2 separate regions of the Gasterosteus aculeatus genome follow, and region 2 is linked to region 1. The links are chromatin contacts, called in public Hi-C maps. All regions are on one chromosome and are shown on one strand. Each heading gives the region's core, a stretch centred on a gene start, on an enhancer-like site or on the middle of the called end of the contact. The rest is flanking DNA. Distances are from core to core; before and after follow the strand shown.

Evidence for each region. A called contact is a pair of places that touch in the nucleus more often than the background predicts.
Region 2: a contact with region 1 is called in a Hi-C map of skeletal muscle, with 4 times the contacts expected there. The contact joins the promoter of LOC120811232 here to the enhancer-like site in region 1. A contact is called at or near these places in 2 of 6 Hi-C or Micro-C datasets (both in skeletal muscle).

What each region holds. Positions count from the first base shown.
Region 1 is chr20:18,236,197-18,239,042 of fGasAcu3.hap1.1, reverse strand. The region is part of intron 13 of ano10a (anoctamin 10a); the gene reads right to left. Among protein-coding and RNA genes, the nearest start is that of ano10a, 11 kb to the right of the region's middle. Within about 2 kb of position 1,427, at least 1 of the 9 cell types and tissues checked has open chromatin away from gene starts, as enhancers often do.
Region 2 is chr20:18,399,115-18,401,960 of fGasAcu3.hap1.1, reverse strand. LOC120811232 (voltage-gated potassium channel regulatory subunit KCNG2-like) reads left to right here and starts at 1,484. Exons shown (of 4, transcript XM_040166492.2): 1 at 1,484-2,846.

The DNA of each region.
Region 1 (2,846 bases), core at 178-2,677:
GGCTACGTGTGTTTGAAGAGGTCATCCAGGAGGAAACCGTTCTTCATGCCATCAATCTTCTCATCTTAACGAAGTGGTTGAGGAGATCCAGGCCAAAAGACTTGAACTGTTGTGACGTGCGCAATCTGTCCATTTGTTATTTCGCTTCGCCATTTCTGGTGTTTATTGAGCCGCAGACCAAATTCTACCCTGGAAAGTCTGTAGTATTATATTGTAGTTTATAACTTTTGATGAGACATCTCAGACAACGTGAGGGTTTTAGGAACCATCTTACACCATGATTACTTTACTGTGAAAGGGTTAGAGACTGCATTAGATGTACAGAGCTAAGCAATAACGCTAAAGGCGCTAAAACACTCCATACACCTCCAGCCCAAACTGTGTAGAGCTTCCTTCACTATGAGGACCCCCTTTGTAGCTATTTGACCACAAAAGCATTGGTGGTGCAGCTTAAATGGCAGTTATTTGAATCATTGTTTGAAAGTGCAAGTGAAATGTCATTTAAAAGAAATTATCCACTTTATTAAAAAAAGGTTTCTCTGAGTGCTGCCAATCTCATAACATTGTTAATCCAGCCTTCACATACATGCATGTTTTTTCTACAAATAAAGGGCATCCAATTAGATAGGGACAGGTTGGAGGATTAAGCTGACTGTCAGTAGGATGCTGTGCTAGGACAGATCACTGGTGGGTTGGTGAGTCCTGCTTTAATGCCTTTGCAATGTGATTATAAACACACAGACTAAGCAGATTACTGTCTGGTGGGCTGCCGAAAACAACCGTGGAGAAACAGACAAACCCACATGGAAGCGGCGCCCAGCTGCCAAACACTACATGTTCCTTTCTGTTGAAATGAAGCTGTGGGACACCAGTCTGGACTTAAACAGACTTATGACTTGACTGTTATTAAAGCGAGTACAACCCACCTGCTGAACCTGTAATCAACAAAGTCCTACAGAGGAGCTACTGGAAAGGAACACGGTCCTTACAGGGTTTTAGCCTCTTCGAGTTCATGGTCAGTAGTGCCAGTCATTATTTACAGCAAAGACCATTTGTATCACTCACCAACCTCCCGCTAACACGCACAGTGAGGTAGTGGAGCAGCATTGTCCTCATGGGTTGGTAGAGACCAAAAAAGAGCTAAAAGGAGAGTTAATAACAGACCTGCATTCATCAGGTGGCCAAAAACACAACAACACAATGGCCGTAACAACCAGTCAGCCATTATTAGGCTGCAATGGGTAAACAGCATATTCTGATGCAATCGATTTTCCCCAAAATGCAAACGCTAGAGATAAATGCAGGTTGAGAAGCACCATCCGGCGGGGGGGAGGCTCAATGTTCGTGGATCCCTGGCCCCCACTCGGCCCCCTCAGAGCCGTCCCTGTTTGTGAGCGGACGGATCAGAGACGCTGAGGGAAAGTCTGTTTCCGTAGCCGGCTGGCCGGTTGCCTGGTGACTGCTCGCTGATGTGTGTAAGCCCCGTATAGTAATTACTCAGGTATCATGGCGCCGCTGCTGGAAAGCGAAGAGGCGCCCCTCCACCCTCCACCCTGAAACCAAGATAAGAGGGGCTGGCTGATTTGATTTCGAACCCTTCTTTAGAGAGACAGCGAAGTTCAAAGATGATAACGACCTGACCAGTGAAAGGCGTTAGATGGACAACATAGACTCACAGCGCACACACACACACCCAGCAACCTAGCTATCGTTATTCTTGTCGTGCCATCTCTTTAATAGCCTGCTTGCTTTATTCTAGGAAAGGCGCTGGATGGTGACAGGAAGGGACGTGCTTGGATGCACAAAGAGTCTGTGAGTCGAGTTCATCAGAATCACACATGTGCTGCTGTTCCTTCTGCCTCTCTGATCCTCATATCTCATTTCTTTCCTGGCCTCCTCCCCGTCAGTCAAACGGGGAACAAAGCCCGGGATGTCGGCGTGCAGACCTACTGATACAAGAGTCATGTACGGTGGATGGTGTGGGGGGGGTTGAATGGGAGCACAGGAAGGCTCACTTTCTGCCTACACAATCTCCTCTGCTCAGGTCCTACAGCACTACAAACGTTACAAGTGTTGAAGGGCAACTTCACCCGTAAACCAATGCTCACATGCTTTTGGGGTCCAGGTGGCTTATGGGAACATCATGAAGTTGGTTCGGTAATGAGGGAAGACGCTGAATGGCAGCTGTGATGTAATAACTACTTAGCTTCAAATGGACGCAAACTCACTATAATGGTCTGACAACTTTATGGAAATAATCCAAAAGAGTAAGTAATCATTTTTGCCAAGAGACATCGGTGTGAAGGTGAGTGAGAGATGGAGAGAGGATGTGTTGGAATACATAAGTGTTATCTGTAATGTCTTCATTGACACGACGTGACATTTCAGGGCACATGACACACGGACTGGTTGAAGTGGACGTGCATTCAGCGTTACCCTGGGCGACAACACTACAGCCTGCTTAGCAGCTGCAGTCTGCACAGTTCTCCTCCAAGAGCCAACCAATTACAAAAAATGTCACCCTTTAGTCACTTTGACACAGAAACATAAGGGGGTTGAAGAGGCTGAAAATAACCAAGTTAGCCTTTATGTTGGTCCTGAGGCAAACATTAAAGGTTATGATAAAAAACATTGCTTGGTAAATTACTCGGCAAACCAGCCTTTTACATGTACCACCTGTCTGGTGTGCGAGTGGATGCATCCTCTGTTAATGCCAGCAGCCAGTCCACTGAAGTGTTGGAGGGACGAGCCAATTTATCAAAAGCAAAAGGCCTGGTAGTCGTTAGCATTTAGTCTAAAGCGGACTTTAGACTACGTTTTTTAGGGCAAGGACCTCCAAACCGATG
Region 2 (2,846 bases), core at 235-2,734, 160 kb before region 1:
CCTGTGTGTGTGTGTGTGTGTGTGTGTGTGTGTGTGTGACATGTAGTCAGGAAGCATATGAGTAATGGTATGATGTTAACTTCAAACGGCAGTAACCACGGCAGAACATTTACGTTGTCCGTCCCATCTGTGGATGCAGGTTGTCTCTGGGATGGAGGCTGATTGCACAAATGCTGTAATGTAAAAGCATTATGAACTTCTAATGAAAAATGTTTATACGTCCTTCGTTTGTAAAAAAAAACGGGTGATGTGCACCCACAAGCAAGAGATGGGTGTGACAAAGGTAAACATGCACTTATATTAATTTGCAAAGTGTATTTTGTTGATATGGTTCTTGGTGAATACAACATACATCTAAAACATACTTTTGTCAAAAATATCACAAGGATAATTTTTGATGGCACCCTTTTCAGCCTACCTAAAATAACTCTGCTTGAAATGACCCGTTTTGGGTCTTAATGCTACTGAGGCCCGGTCGCCCATGGTGCGGAGCTTGGTGTTGGGGACCCAGAGGAGCTGCTTGCAGATCTGAGGGTGCGGGTGGAGGTTTGGGGAGTCAGTAGCTTTGCAGATATGGGGTTGCATGTCCATTTATGCATTTATGAATGAGTAGTAAAACTCTGTAGTCAATCCGGAACATGGACCCAGTGCAGTGAGTGGAGGATGAGTGTTATGTGCTCATATTTCCGGATTCTCATCCAGTGACATGCAGTCAGGGTAGGCAATGTAGGCACCCTTCCAAAATTAAAACATAAAAATGTTAATTAAACTTTTATATGTTTTTTTTACTGTTTAGTCTTAGAATTATATATGCAATATGTGTGTTATTTCAATTTTCCAGACGTTACGATGACAAATGTAGCCGTTACACAAATACAAAGAAATGGTAGAAGAAGCTGCTTTTACCGTCCGCCCACTGCGGACGACAAGCGAGAAACCCATGTTGCGCATGCGCCCTTCGATGCCCTGTATTCTTCAACATGTAAGGCGAAAAGCACAACTCTGCTGTGCCTTTGCACGTAAATAGGTTATGCAAGTAATCATCTACAGCTGTTGTAAGCGTAAAACCAGCGAAAGTCAAAGTCAAAATGACAGCAGCGGATTTTTTCACAATTAGGTGAGCAGTGCGTGTTTTCATTGATGCTGATTGGCAAACATGATTGGCCGCTGTGCAGCTTATTAGTATGAATTTGATATGAGAATCCTTGAAAAAAGTAGTTTTTTCCAGCGTTTGGGGGTTGGTACACATGCCTCACAGCCACAGCCCGTTTTTGCATCTCTCAACCGTAAATATCCTGTTTTCATGTTTTTCTGTTAAAAAGCAGGTTAAAGTTACGAACGTTAGACTGCATTTATAAGCATATGGAGAAAGTAACCCAATGTGTTCATTTTGCATAATGTGGTGTAAATGAAAGTAACACCAAAGCTAGAATGGTTTCAGGTCTCACATCGGCTGGTCGATCTTCTGGGTTTTGAAACTATATTATTACAACGCAGGCCCAAGCGTTACCCCAAATCGCGCCTTTGTCTTTGTTGAGTTAATAAACCTGCTGAAACCATAGCATGAGGTTAATGGGTCACTTCCTTTATGTAAATGTGCTTTATATCCCCAATGTAGTAAATGCTACTTTTGCATTCCTCCTCACTTCACAATGAATTGACGTTTGAAAATGAGAAGGCCTCTATCTTACAGGTGATACTTTCTCGCTGCTTCAGCACATTCCGACCCACCAAGTATGCGAGCTGCTTAGATCACAAAAATAATTAATCGCAGTTGTATTAATCTTGCGCTACTTATTTTAGAAGCGGCTGCTATTATAGGAATTAATGAAGTGTTGGAGAGTGACATTTGCGGCTAATAAGTCAAAGTGATTAATCTGTGATTTCCATTCTTCTCTGGAGGGGAGGTCGGAAGCTGCCGAATCGGCAACCATCTTAATGCTGAAACTGGTGAGGCAGTTTGTGGTGAGCTGTGTTCCTGCCACTGGTACACCACCGTAGTGAGTTGTATCATAACATCCCTCATCCTGTACAGATGCGTTTTAAGGCAGAGTTTGGCTCCTATAAAGCTTGTTCCGCTCCACTGATTCATACAGCAGCGATACGATAGGAGTCGTGTTTGTTTGCCCGTTTTTTGGTTTAAAAAACATAAAAACAAAGAACGTAACTGATTGGTGGATACTTTCTCGTTCTCATTCTCATTCAAGAGGTCCTAAAGAAAGAGGCGCTAAAACATAATAAAAGTACACAAGGCTGCTAATAGCTAAATAAAATGAATAAGTAAATACAAAAACGTTGCGTCTATAGCATCGCTGCACTGTTGTTTGTTCACCTGAGTAGTGGCTGCTGGAACAAAAGTGTTTTTATGGCGCTTAGTTTTACAGCATGGACTAGATTACTCTGCCTGGGGGGGAAGAAGCTGAAACTCACTATGCAAAGGATGGGAGTGCTCTTTTCAGTTGGACCGGTTCATTTTTGCAAATGTGTGGCAAACAGGCACTGCAGGGTTCAACTCCACCCAACTGCCTTTCTGTGTGGAGTCTGCATGTTCTCACCGTGTCTGCGTGGAAGCCACGGCTCCACACATCCAGGTCAACCATCGGTTCCTTACATTCTTGCATTAGACGTTTTTGTTGTTGCGCACTAGCATGTGTGTTGGTCGCGTCTGTATGGGTTGTTTTATCGAGTCTACTCTTTTGGTCGTATGTACATGAATGTACAATATACACTAAGTGAAGGCGTATCTGTCACACATCTAATTATTGTTAAAATACACAGGTTTATAAAAACTTTAAAAAAAAAATACTACTACAGTGTTGAAAAGTAGCCTTGATTTAGAAAACTCG